Linked DNA regions of Lactuca sativa: region 1 is linked to region 2. The links are chromatin contacts, called in public Hi-C maps. All regions are on one chromosome and are shown on one strand. The core of a region is the stretch at or near the end of the contact, and the rest is flanking DNA. Distances in the headings are between cores, read along the strand shown. Region 1 holds the start of LOC111901431 (glucomannan 4-beta-mannosyltransferase 2). Region 2 holds the start of LOC111901430.

Region 1 (6,852 bases), core at 2,655-5,154, 300 kb before region 2:
TGTTCCTAACAATCTCCATCACCATTTTCCTAAACAAATTAGCAGGACCACAGGACCACCTATGTTGCTGATAACGAAAGGCTTTGAATGTACTCGGAAGTTCGCTTTTCACCTACAAAAAAAAAAAAAACATTCATCATCATAAAAATCAATTCATCAATTAAAGTTTTTTTTTTAATTTTTTTTTTATTTTGATGAAAAATTGATGTACTTACCTGAAGATCACCAAGATACAGGAATTTCCATCCTTTAAGACCTGCTCGAACAGCAAGATCCATGTCCTCCACCGTCGTTCGGTCCTTCCACCCTCCGGCTTCATTAATGGCAGCAATCCGCCACACGCCACCAGTTCCTGTATATTTAATTAATTACTATCTTACCCCTTGATTATTTTATTGAAAAATAAATGCCGAAATTTGTTTATTTATATTTATATTACCGTTGAATCCAAAAAATGCATGAGTAGCTGATCCTACTTCTTGCTCCACTGTAAAATGGTAATCCAGCGACATCTCTTGCATTCTTGTCAATAAACATTCATCAGAGTTCACTGAAACAAATAAAAAAATAAATTATTGTAAATATTATTTAAGAAAAAAGGTGAATAGTAAGTAAATGCGGTGTCCATGTGTGAATATTGTGGGCCCATGATCAATCGTAGCTACATGACACATGTCTCTACATCACAAACACAACACGCCATTCAGCACATGAACTCACAGCTTGTTTTTTGTCAACATCCCACGATCACCTTTATATCAACCACACCATCATCATCGCCTCTTTTTTATTTAATCATTAATTAAAAAAAAATCTTGATATTTTTCAATTTTTATAATTAAGAATTGGTGTTTAGCATAACGTTCTTCTATTTATTATTTATTAATAATAATAATATATAGTAGACTAGACTCTAGACTAGAAATGAAAAGGAAGTAGGTAAAATACAAAAATGATATTTCAGATGGTAAGAAAAGAGCGTCGGTGTGAAACTAGAATCTAGCAGCTGTACCAACGACAATGCGCAGAGTACACTACATCATGGAAGCATAAATGCACGTGGACTGCAGACATACCTAATTACTATATTGCCCTTGTACACATTGAAGTTGCTTCCTCTTTAAAAATTACAGGTCACTTTTGAGTGTGAAAGTAAAAAATATATATATATATATATATATATATATATATATATATATATATATATATATATATATATATGATAAATGTAGAAATGACGAAACCATCCAGCAATATTTATGCCGACTGTTGTGGGGTGGCCCATGAGTTATTTCCGGACATTTATGTCAATTTACTCCAAACTCCAATATTTGTTTTTTTATTTTTAACTAGGGTACAACTTTCTAAGCACGTGTTACAACCCTGCATAAGCTCGCAAAGTAAACAAAGTGGAGGGCGCTACGATTCCGTGATTGGTGGAGTCTAATTGGGCAACGGACAACAATTAATTTACATCTTATCGCCTTGTACTTTACTCTTTTTTTAGCATTCATCCTTGTACTTTCTAGATATGCTCTCTGTAACTTTCTAAACTTGGTTTATTTCCACAAAACCACCACATACACAATATCTAATCAAATGTTACACAAAAATGTTGTTTCAATGTTAACAAAAGTTTGTACATGCAAATAGATGGAGTTTGGTATCAAATATGTACATGTCAAAAGTTCATATACGATACAACTCTTTATTCAATTATTTAGATAATATAACTCACTTTCCAATGCCTTTTTAAGTAAAGATAATAACATTTTTTTTATCAGGAAAAGTATTCAAAGGTTTGAAATTGTAAACGGTGTTAATTAAAATAAATGTCTTTGAAAATTAATGTTTGTGCATTATTACAAATAAGAAAAGAAATTATGTAGTTCTTGTTGGCATGTCTTTTCTCATGACTTCCAACGTATAGGTTGCATTAATTAGGTTGCAGAAAAAATGTATTTTAAATGTGTTACTATTAAATGATTAATGTACAAGTTTAATAAATAAGTAAATTATGATTTAAATAATTTTAACGAGATAAAAACAAAAAAAGAGGATGTATTTTTTATTTAAAAAAAAAAAAAGAAAAATGTTACCACCGACACTTTTAACATTAGCCATCAACAAGACTCAACGTCAACTGTACCCTTTCTTACCCTTTAAAATTTATCTAAAAAGTGTAAGTAAATAAGAAAAAAATAATAAAATATTATTTAATTTAATCAAGATTTAACAGAAAAATCAGAATGAGAAACTTACCAAAACGCCACCGAGCTTGAACTAGTGCGATTTGGGGGTTGAACTCAAGGAAAGGAATGGCTCGCCGGAGAAAATCTGGCTCCGGTCGGAAATCGGCGTCAAAAATGGTGACGTATTCACAGTCTTTGACATAATCATGCTTTAATCCTTCTTTAAGAGCACCGGCTTTGTAACCTCCTCTGCTTTCTCTGATTTGATACTTAATATTAACTCCTTTGCTTGCCCATCTTTGGCATTCTTTCTCGATCATATCCTAAATTAAAAACACAATCTAATCAAAAATCTAAACAACAACATCGTGAAAGTAGCCTTTGTCGTTTACTGAAAGATGCAAGTTTTTTAAGTTTTAAATGTGAAATGAGTTTATTCCCTTGTTTGATAAGATAGAATTTAATTAATTTGTAGAAACCCAATCAAAGTAGTTATTGATTTAGATTATATGAATCAGAAACTGTTCACTTGGATTTTTAGGAAGAAAATTCATATGGAAAAACACTATTAATAGCAATGAAAACCATATTAATAACTTTACTTGGTTTATGACATGTAACAAAATTATGGCAACGGATTCACCAAACTCGGTCTCAAAAATAAAAAATGGTGTAATGATTTGAATAAGTAAAAAAGGTTGAATGTGATGAGTAATTATTGAAATCTTCTTTCTGCTTTGATGAGTAGTACTGTTTAGATATAAAACCAAAGAGGTAAAATTGGCTTTAATAAGTTGTACCTTGATGACAAAATCAGTAGAGTCATCGAGTACTTGAATCACGAGTCGATCGGAAGGCCATGAGAGATTACATGCTGCCCCAATTGAGATCTTGTATACCTGTGACATCATCCATTCATTCAATGAATCAATACCAAACGTAACATAAATTCCTCATAAATCAACAAAGGAGGACACAAGAAACTCACGGAATTACTCCGAATTACGAGAAATCGGAAAAAAGCACAAACAAAACATACACAATAATGATAAATGACGAACCTCTTTCTCATTGAACATTGGGATTTGAATAAGAACCAAAGGGAAAGCAGAATTCCCGATTTCCAAATCGTCACGAATGGGTTCCCAATTGTATCGCTTCTCTGGCTTCTTCCAAAACAGCTTAACAAGGACAATTACAATACCCATGTAAAGCCTTTCGAGAAAAAGCATCACGGTCATCGCCAAACAGACATAAACAGCCAATCTCAACAATGGCACGATCAATGGCGCCTTGATTAGGTCCCATAACAAACCAATTTGCGCCGCCAAGTCCACCGACGCCCCCGGAAAACTCTCCGGTATCAGATTCTTCCCGGATATAACGTCTCCCATTTTCACTATCTGGTTTCAACTGAAACAGGGGAAAACAGGGGAAAGTAGATCTATGGAGATTCGTTAAATGTGGGTGAGATTTGGGGGTTTCTCTCTCTACCCAGATTGAGAAAGTGGTTGGTTTTGACACACACTGTCTTGATTTCCTTCCTTCTGCTTACAGATTATGCCAAAACAGTACTGCTTCTGTGTTTCTATCGAATCATAATAGAAGAGAAGCAGAGGTGTGTTGTGGCATTGCTGAAGAGAGGATAGGAAATGGTGAGGAGAGTGAAGAGGGGTAGAGAGAGAAAGAGAGGAGTGGAGCAAGTGAAGGAGAGAGAGAGATGGAGGGTTTTTTATAGTCAAATTTATAACTTTTTTTTTTTTTTTTTTTTTGTAATAATTTTACTACTACTGACTTTCGACTCTACCTTGCTTCTCTTTATTGTGCATTCTGTTAATTCCAGTCCCTCTACTTCTTTGTATTTACATTTTTAAGCATCCTACGCATAGACAAATGAATAGTTATTCAAATCTTGGGACAATTTTTATCTCGTTTATATACTAGATATATTCATTCTAACTATTAATTGTCTACTATGTTGACTTCAATATTTAACCTTAGTTGAGGCAAGACAAATGAATAGTTATTCAAATCTTGTGCCTTATAGTTACAGATTATTATTATTATTATTATTATTATTATTATTATTATTATTATTATTAGTAATTCTGCACCGGTTAATTTGAAAATCCTAAGATAAGTTGAATACCCAGGTTTAACATTATGAGTTAAATATGTTAAGGATATCGTATGTGTTATGATTTATTATCACATATGTATATTGCCAACGATTTAATATAATACGTCAATATAAGTGATATAAACTTTAATTATATCTTTTTAATGATACAAACACCAAATTTATGTCTCTAAAAGAGGATTCCTACATAACCAAACGAACATATGAAAATTTTATATTATTGAATTCTTTGAGACAATGAACTACTGATGAAATTTGCTACTTCATGTTAGTATGTAGAATTATTTTGAAACTTCATTAATCGATGTTTCCTTCCATTTTCAGCAATAAAACAAATTCATGAACATTAGATGTAGTTTTTCACCATTGTACAACACTCACTTACAACTTTGTGACTTATATATGTAGACCACAACTTCTTCATTATAGGTAATAATATTAAGACAAAATTGCAAAAATGGTCCCTGTGGTATGCAAAATTTTGGGGTTTTAGTCCAAACAGTGACTTTTTTGGTTTCGTAGTCCTTTTGAGCTAGTTTCATTGTGGATTTGGTCCCTCAGTAAACTGAAATGACTGTAATACCCTTGGGGTATTTATTTTTTATTTTTCTTTGATTTTTTTAAATATAATATCTATTTATTTATTTTAATAATTATTTTAATAATAAAAAATGGCCCACTTCTCTCTCTCTCTCTCTCTCTCTCTCTCTCTCTCTCTCTCTCTCTCTCTCTCTCTCTCCAGGTCATATACCCATTTCTTTCTCTCGTTCCCAATTTCAACGAACAAGAAGGGGCTGTGCTACCTCCGGCAATCTGGAGATAGCCACCGCACCACCTGCTAGCCTCCATTCGACTACCAAACTCCACCGTGAACCGCTACATCTCCGCCCACCATAGAACCATTCTAGCCTCACCCCATCTTTTTTCTTTTCTGTTGATCTGAGCAACCCTAAACAAACCCCAATCCTTGCTCCTTCTTTTCTTTTCAATCATCGCTGTATTGGGAAGATGGAAGCAATAGAGCTGATGTGCTACCACTAGGATTGGGCAGATCGAGAACCTTCTCTGGTTCGAGCACCATTAGGTAGAGAAGAAGGAAATCGGTGCAGGAGGGAGCCATTGCGTATCTTACTCCTTCCTCCCCTCGTATCTTACGCATCGATTTCTTCCCCTTTACCGGCCACCGGAGCAGCTCCCTACAATAGCCCCTCTCGATTTCTCCCCTTTATCGACTCACCCCTTTCTCTTTTTTTCCTTCTCTTACGATTCCTCTGTCTCTCATTTATGTGTATTATCAATGAAATAGGTGTTTGTGTATAACCTGTATGTAGACGATGTTTCTAGATTTATTGTCGTTTAAATCAGGTGATATAATGGGTATAACCCTGAGCATTCGAATTGATTCTTGTTTATCGTCTCCTCTAACATCACTAATGTTTCTTTTCATCGTCGATTTTGATAGCTACTAAACTGAGTCTTCTCAACATCCGTAGGAAATCAGTGGACCTCAGCCCACTATCACTGGACCTGCACTTTGCTGCTGAATCGATGTCGAATATATACCTTGATCTTGTGTGTGTGTTCATAGTGAAACTGGATGAAGATCTATAAGTTTGTGGGTTAATCTAAGTTGCAGGAAAAAAGTGAGAATCAATTGTTTGAGAATTGAGGAATCGGAGAAATCGATTGTTTGCAAGAAAAAATTGGAATCTCTGATGTTTGATGTTGGAATTTGATGTTCAAATGGATTATGAACGAGGGTTGGATCTACTGTAGGTTTACATAGGAGAGAGAGAGAGAGAGAGAGAGAGAGAGAGAGGTGGGCCCTTTTTTATTTTTTTAATTGTTAAAATAAATAAATAAATATTAAATTTTAAGAATAATGAAAGAAAAATGAAAAATAAATACCTCAAGGGTATTATAGTCATTTCAGTTTTCGGAGGGACCATTTTTGCATACAAACCACTCCAAAAGGACTACGAAACCAAAAAAGTCACTGTTTGGACTAAAACCCCAAAAAAATGCATACCACAGGGACCATTTTTGCAGTTTTGTCTAATATTAATGAAGTGTGCAACTGTGCATGCATATGTTGAAACTTAGAAGAGTGGAAATGCCATTTCATAAGAATACCGGGCCAAAATGAAACTTTGATAAAAGAATTAGTACAACGGAGTCAACGGCATCCATCGGCTGTCATCAAATGAAACGACGTCGCATGGTAAGGATATTCCGGCGTACAAACTAAATCCCATCAAAGTCCCGTTATAATTAGTAATTTAAAAAGTAATGTTTGTTACATTTTTATTTCATAAAACGAAAAGGTTTGCTTCGACTTTGTTGCGTGTTATTATTTACGGTATATATAGGGGTGTCAAAAAAACCGAACCCGATTAACCCGATCCGACCCTAACCCGAATAAGGTAATTAGGGTCGGGTTCAATAGGGTTAGAATTCTAAATCGGATTATTCGGGTTGACCCGACAAACCCGATTTGTAGTTAGGGTCGGGTTTATGGTT
Region 2 (7,083 bases), core at 3,893-6,392:
TTATATTAATTAAAAAAATTAAAGAAACAAATATAAACAATATTAATAGCTAACAACTAGCCAAAAGACTAAAGATCAATTAGATAACAAATAGTGGTTTACATAAGTTTAGTATAACAAATGTTCATTAAATACCTTAAAATATACTTACAAGTCAAATATTAAAGTTGAAAATGTAATTTTGTAGCCGTTGATGTAATTGTTATAAATAGAAAGGGGTTGGTGCGTTTTGTGTCGGTCGTTATACTTTGGAGAAATCTTTTTTATGCCGTCAAATTTGTCGCTTGTGTTTTGTACTTAGTCTTGATTTGATGGCTTAACAAATTCAACACACAAGCTAATAATGCCAATTCACCCCCTAGTGAATTTTGATTCCCTGTTTTCACCCTTCACTTTTGGGAAGTCTCAGTCTTTACTCCCCATGGAAACAATACAAAATCTATCATGTTATGCCCCTGTGGAATGACCAAAAAACCAACTCAGTCCTTCTGAACACGAGTGTGTTATCATAGACACATTTTACTAAAGGGTTAATGACTTGTATGAGTATTGAGTAACTAAATGTTTTTTATGCTTATAATTACTCACCTATTAATTATTATTTTTTGTATATTGTTTATAACTAAAGTTATGAAATACGTTCAAAAATCACCAGTTTCATTGATAATAGCATTTTAAACCGATAACATCTATAACTAAAAATAAGGTCTATGTTGATATCACTTGGAAATTAGGTAGCAAAGTAAACAGATTTAAGTCTTATTCAACCATCGAAGGTTTTAAAGGTGTTAAACTATTACAAACAATTTAAGCTCCATTGATGAAGTTGAAGGAACGATTAAGCTCGAGTTCTGAATTATTGAAGCCAAATGTCATCACTTTTATGTCTAGGTACTTTATTAACGGTTGACCTAAATCATATAGGGGTTTCCCTTCCTAAACCTCTCATATACTATAATGGTGTGATTGGATCAGTTGAAGATGTGGGTTTCTAATTGTATGCGGGCTTAATGAATTCATCACGCTTGTAGATAAGTTAACTAAATGATGTGTTCCTAACTAGTTATTGACAGATGGGTTGAAAGTATTGAAAACTAATCACAAATGTTGATTATAAACAAGTGTTGGATATTGGGTATTCTAATGCTACTAAAATAAACATATATGTGTACTCTGAATAATACCGAATTTATTTACAAAATCGGATTGGTTTTGATCAACAAAGTTAAAATCAGATTGAGTCCAAACTCGTTCCCAAGCAAAAGTATATAAACCTATAGAAACCGGTTAGGATCACTTCAAAACCAATTTAAAAAACCTATGTTTGCTTTCGATCTCAAAATTTAGCAAAATTTTGATTGTTAATCAGAAATGGACCAATAAGCAACACATTGCTTTTCCATGATGTAATGTTTTCTTTTTCGGACATTTTTCAACTTTTAATTTTTAGAAATATGTATCTCATACATCTTGGATAGTACAAGGGTGAAAAACAGTCTTGAAAAACCTCTAAAACATTTGAAGAAATAATGAATGATAACCGCATTTTTTTACTATATGAAAATCAGTTTTTATAGGTTTGAAAACCATTTTCAATAGTAAATTCTTCAAACTGTATAACCGTCAGCTTGGCTTTAAACTGGACTAGTTCCTAAATCGGTTTGAATCGTTTTCAAAAACCAATTTCAGATCATAAATTGGTTCTTAAATCGTATGGGATTGTTCATCACTACATGAAACATGTAGTGTTTTTTGAAAAGATATGATAATTTCAATGGTTAATCATGTAAAAAAAAGTTACATGAACATTACTTACCGTTACAATTCAATAACCATTTCCACATAGACTCGGTGAAATTGGCCTTTAACATGCTATTATCGATGAAACTAATGGCTTTTTGAACGGATTGTATAACTTTAATAGTAGTGATAAATGGTGTACAAAGTATATACATAAAAACATTTTGTTACATTTACAAATTATTAACCATTACATAATGATTGTCCTCTTTTAGGTGACCCACTTTTTTGGTTTTTGGTTCCAAGATGAGTTTTCTAATCTATGATTTAAAAGAAAAGGAAAGAAAAAGGAATAAGAGTAGAGGCATAATAATAATATACAAATATTCAACTTGTAGTAGGAGAGGCTTTAAAGTTTAAATAGCTGCTGAAGAAAGCTTGATAAAGACCATTCAACGGGCAAACAGTCGAAAGACGGAAAGAGTGCCTCAACATGCAAATACTAAAATACCAATATACCAATATACCATTCCTTTTAATGTAATTAGTAATTACTAATTATAAACAAACTCCATATCATATCTTCATGAACTAAAAATCAAAATCCTGATTTTATGGTTGAATGTTATTTTCTACATAACCAATCAACAGGGTAAGCAAGTTCCACGAATTAAGCCACAATTATTAAACCTAAATCCACGTTCAAAAATCAAAACCAATTTTCTTAATCTTGGTCTTTCACTGAATTAAGCCACAATTATAAAAACCTAAATCCATGTTCAAAATTCAAAACAAATTTTCTTAATCTTGGTCTTTGACTTTGAGTCCTTAAAGCATTATTTTATTTGTCCATTTTAGCCCTACCAATTCTTACTAAATATAGCCACCCCACCCCATTCCATTGCTTTTGGTTTACCTAATACTACTTTACTTTTGCTTTATCATCTTTAATTTCTTATTTACTTACACGTCACAACTAACAATCCTTAAAAACATCAAGCAAAAATGACATTTTGTCTAAAGATCAATTTAGGATACTTGTCATATGATGATGTGATGATATTTGATAGAGATACTTGAAAATTGAAAGTTGATGCAACATACATCGTCGGTGGGAAAAAATCATTATTGATGATATACTCAAAACTAATGGCCAATAACACTTCAATGCTCTATAGTCTATTATAGTCTATACCCCTCGTTGTCATTTGTCACCTTCAACCGACAAACAAATAAACAAAAAGAATCATAACGTTTAAATTTTTTGCCTTTGGATAATTAAACAATATTAATTTAAATCGAGTTCAACAAGAAATCCATTTAATGACTATATCATTGTACAATCATTGAATCATTTTCATCGCTTTGTACCCAAAGTCTAGGACACATAGGCCCACTTGAGCATAACGTTTTACAAAATTTACCACTTTTTGGGGGAATGGATCCCCGTAATTATTGTTCGAATTACCCATTAATTAACAAAACAAATTTCATAAATAAAACATCCGCTTTCATCATTAAAGTTTTCTTCTTATCTATATTTTGTCATTTTTTGAGTAAAATTACTATAACACCCCTCCTAATAAACCTCTCATTCAGCATCATTTACATGTCCAAACAAGTCATTCCAATGAGATGCCGCTTCTTCTGGCGTCCTAAAAGACCAAATGTGGGTCTTTTCCTTCTCACGGGTTTCAAGAATTTCCTGCATTCATTACTTGAATCTTGTTAGTTCTCTTAATTGAGTCTTCACTTTTTTTAAAGAACAAAAAGATTAAAGAGCTAGAAAGGCTCCCTGAAAAGCTCTCCTAAACAGGAATTCAAAAGATGGATGATGATTTGTAGAAAAGTTGGTGTCGTCTTTCCTTTTCATATCAAAGATGCTTTAGCCAAAAGAAAAGCAAAACCACTCACGCAAGTGGAATATAATCTTGTACCCATGACTCAAGTGATAGATAGTATCATACTAGCATGTATCATGTATGTTAAAATAATATACAACATACATGATACACGCATCCCACTACTTTAATGTTACTTACATGCTAAGGACATGAAAATGAAGAAAACAATTAAGATTTGATTATGTCAACACTTAACATAACATAGAATGCTGACAAATAGAGTGGAAAAACATGTTCAGGGATAATATGTAACAATACATTGTTTACAAATTATAATAAGGAGATGAAAGTACCTGAACTTCGTGAGACCTTTTTGTTTTCAGTTTTAAGCAATCAATCATAGCATTCCACTTCCCAGAACAATTATCAAGGGATCCAAGTCTATAATATTGTTGCAATTGATGTACTGGAGCTGCCATGATCACAAAAAGTTTCAGTTGCATATTAAATGTGTATAGATACTTTTTTTTTCTAAATTCAATGAGAGGGTATCATAAATCTTGAACTCATGTGCATATAAAAATCAGACATACACATACACAGGGAAAGAGAAAGAGAAAAACTGAGAGAGAGCAAAGACTTACAATAGCAGAACCAGAGATTATCGAAGGAGGTAGTGCATGATACTTTTCTTCTAGGTAAAACTACCACTTCTTCCTTCTCTATACTCATTCTTTTGTTATCTTAACCAAAGAAAAACAGCCCAAACCCAAGAAAACTACAAAAAAAAATGCATTACTTTAGAAAGATGGTCAAAACCCTAAAAGTGTACAGCGTAAATGTGTGATAACAGGGATCTAATTTTGATTACAATGTATTGATATGTACACTATAGAAAGCAAATGTATATATGAGCAAAGCCCTAGAATGATCAGTCGCATTGTTACTTCAGTCACGTTAGTTGAGTTTTTGTCCCTAAAAATCACAGTTAATCTAGCAATGTGTGTTAGCAAACTGTACATATGATGATATGATGGTAGTGATGCCTGCTTAACATCTATCTTGCATCTGTGCTAAATGAGCCCTTAACGAAAGCATAAACGAAAGAGCGCCTTGCTTCTCTAACCAAAATAAATAAAAATGGAGGCAAAACGCACTTAGGCAATTTAACAAACAGGTTATGGGCACCATTAATAACACAATAGTTCCTTCGCTTCTCCTTAAATAATGCATAAACTCCAAACAATCAAGTCAATTACTTGAAAAAATAAACCAGAAACAGGAAGCCGGAGCGCGATATTTCCTAATAGGGTTCGTGACATTAGCAGCAAATCTCATCAATTACTAAGCGGAAAAAGGAATAAAGATCTTACCTTCTGAAAGCTAGTTTTCAACGTTGGCAACTAACAACAATAGATCGGTGTTCGGACTGATCCCTCCTGTCTTCGACTCTTCGTCGTCGCCCAGCTTGACGGAGAAGAATTCTCTGAATTCGTAAAGATGTGAGTTTGGGACTTTGGGCATCGAAACAAACTATCTTGGGCTTTCGTATTAGGCTTTCTTCCTTGCTAGCCCTTACTTACCAAATGAAAATGGTCCAACTTTTTCGGCCTTTTATATTGTGGACAAAAGGCAACAACACGAGCATAAAAGTAAGCAACAATTTAACGAAGACATACAATAAAACTAGCGAGCAATGTTTTGACAGAACAAATACCAGATGTGAGTATTTAAAAAAAAAATATAAAGTTTAATATATTATAAACATATTGTTTTAGTAATACTTTTATATAAATACAAATGATCTTTTATATAAATATAAATGATATACTGACCAAAGTAAGTATTTCAATATATCTACTAAGCATCCTATTGAAGATCAATAATTGTGTTATTATCCTCAGTTGATTTTTGTTTCTTTATCAAAATTTTGCTTTAATTTTTAGTTATGCAATTTTGTTGGTGACATTGAAACAAATTTTTGGACAGCCAACAATGAAAGCTACTCAAGAAGTTGGGATCTATCTTCTATATTGTTTTTAGGGTCTTTTATTTTGAGATTTTATCGATTTTAGGGTTTTTTATTTTGAGATTTTTTGCATTTGCGTTTTTTATTGATAATACTAAATAAAACTAAAAATGTATACAAAATTTAAAGATATGACAAACAAAGCCACAGTTTTTAAATTCAATCATGCAAAATATGTAAATTACTATATTGTTCAAATTAAAATTAGAAAAAACAAAAACCCAACTATCGTTCAAAAAGTACATCATGAAAATATAAATATTAAAATCTACAAAACTATCTTCGCCACAACTCTTTAACATAAGGAACAACTTTACATTGTTTTTTAACATGTCAAAATCAAAAAGTAATTAACTAATGAGTAAATGAAAAACGTTATTTCTACTCATTGTACCTGATTTAAAAACATGTATTTTACAATTACTATTTAAATAGACAACAACATTACTAAGCATAAATAAGATAGCATGATTAAGCCTAAATATGACCCCAAGGGTAAAATCAGCCACATTGTAATATGCACAAGGTTGAGCAGCTACATAAGAGTGGGGAAAAATCGACTACACATCAAATGTTTAACACAAAATTCCAGTGAACTTTCAATTATACCGACTGCATGTGCAAATGTATAACCATCAACAACCAAAATGGAGCACAACTTGGTGAGGACAATTAAATAGCAGCAGAACAACATGAAGCCTTCTCACCAGTCCCTAACAATAATAATGGATTGTTGCCAGCCATTAACAAAACTAAACAAAGAGTAAAGTTAAACTTTTCTTCCCTCTCTAGCATACACACACACACACACAAATCAACTAAACAATCTGTAATTTTCTACGTTCCATACCAAACATCACACCTCATTATGTATTTTTTAGGCTATCTGGTAGTGGTTTAAGCATCTCAGCTGTCCAAATCATTCTCAACTATCCAAACCCATGCATATTATATCTTGCATGGAAGAATATGTAATATAATGATAGTACTTGGAAACACCACAATAAAAAAAAAAGGTAACAGTAGACTTAATCAAGAGTAAAACTACTACAAAAAGGTATTAGTGGAGTCACGTTCATCTTTTCTGATGGTTGCTTTCTAATTGACGATACTACCCTTGCGTTTTAAAACCATTATGCTTATTTTGCAAACTAAATCTACGTTCATCTTTTCTGATGGTTGCTTTCTAATTGACGATACTACCCTTGCGTTTTAAAACCATTATGCTTATTTTGCAAACTAAATCTAAGACAATAAATGTATAAATTAAGTTATCAAACATAAAAATACAACAATAAGCATAGCTTGAAATTGTGGAAGAAAAGTAATTCTGACTTGGTCTTCAATTGACCTTGTCAATAGGAATAAGTGGCTTAGTTGCCACCTAGTTAGGAGCACACGTTTATTCAGTTTTAGCTTTGCAGTTACTTTGTTTTGTTTTGCTATTTAAAGCCTGTAAGTCTTTGTTTT

What was found. Hi-C and Micro-C count contacts between places; a contact is called where the count stands out from the background.
Region 1: a contact with region 2 is called in a Hi-C map of leaf, with 6 times the contacts expected there. The contact joins the promoter of LOC111901431 here to the promoter of LOC111901430 in region 2. A contact is called at or near these places in 4 of 4 Hi-C or Micro-C datasets (bud, leaf and seed).

What each region holds. Positions count from the first base shown.
Region 1 is chr2:190,892,926-190,899,777 of Lsat_Salinas_v11, reverse strand. LOC111901431 (glucomannan 4-beta-mannosyltransferase 2) reads right to left here and starts at 3,904. Exons shown (of 9, transcript XM_023897281.3): 1 at 3,254-3,904; 2 at 2,993-3,091; 3 at 2,263-2,515; 4 at 440-550; 5 at 216-352; 6 at 1-112. The coding sequence starts at 3,586.
Region 2 is chr2:190,598,058-190,605,140 of Lsat_Salinas_v11, reverse strand. It overlaps LOC111901430, which reads right to left and starts at 5,142. Exons shown (of 4, transcript XM_023897280.3): 1 at 4,958-5,142; 2 at 4,229-4,362; 3 at 3,938-4,056; 4 at 2,990-3,445. The coding sequence starts at 4,316. The coding sequence ends at 3,332.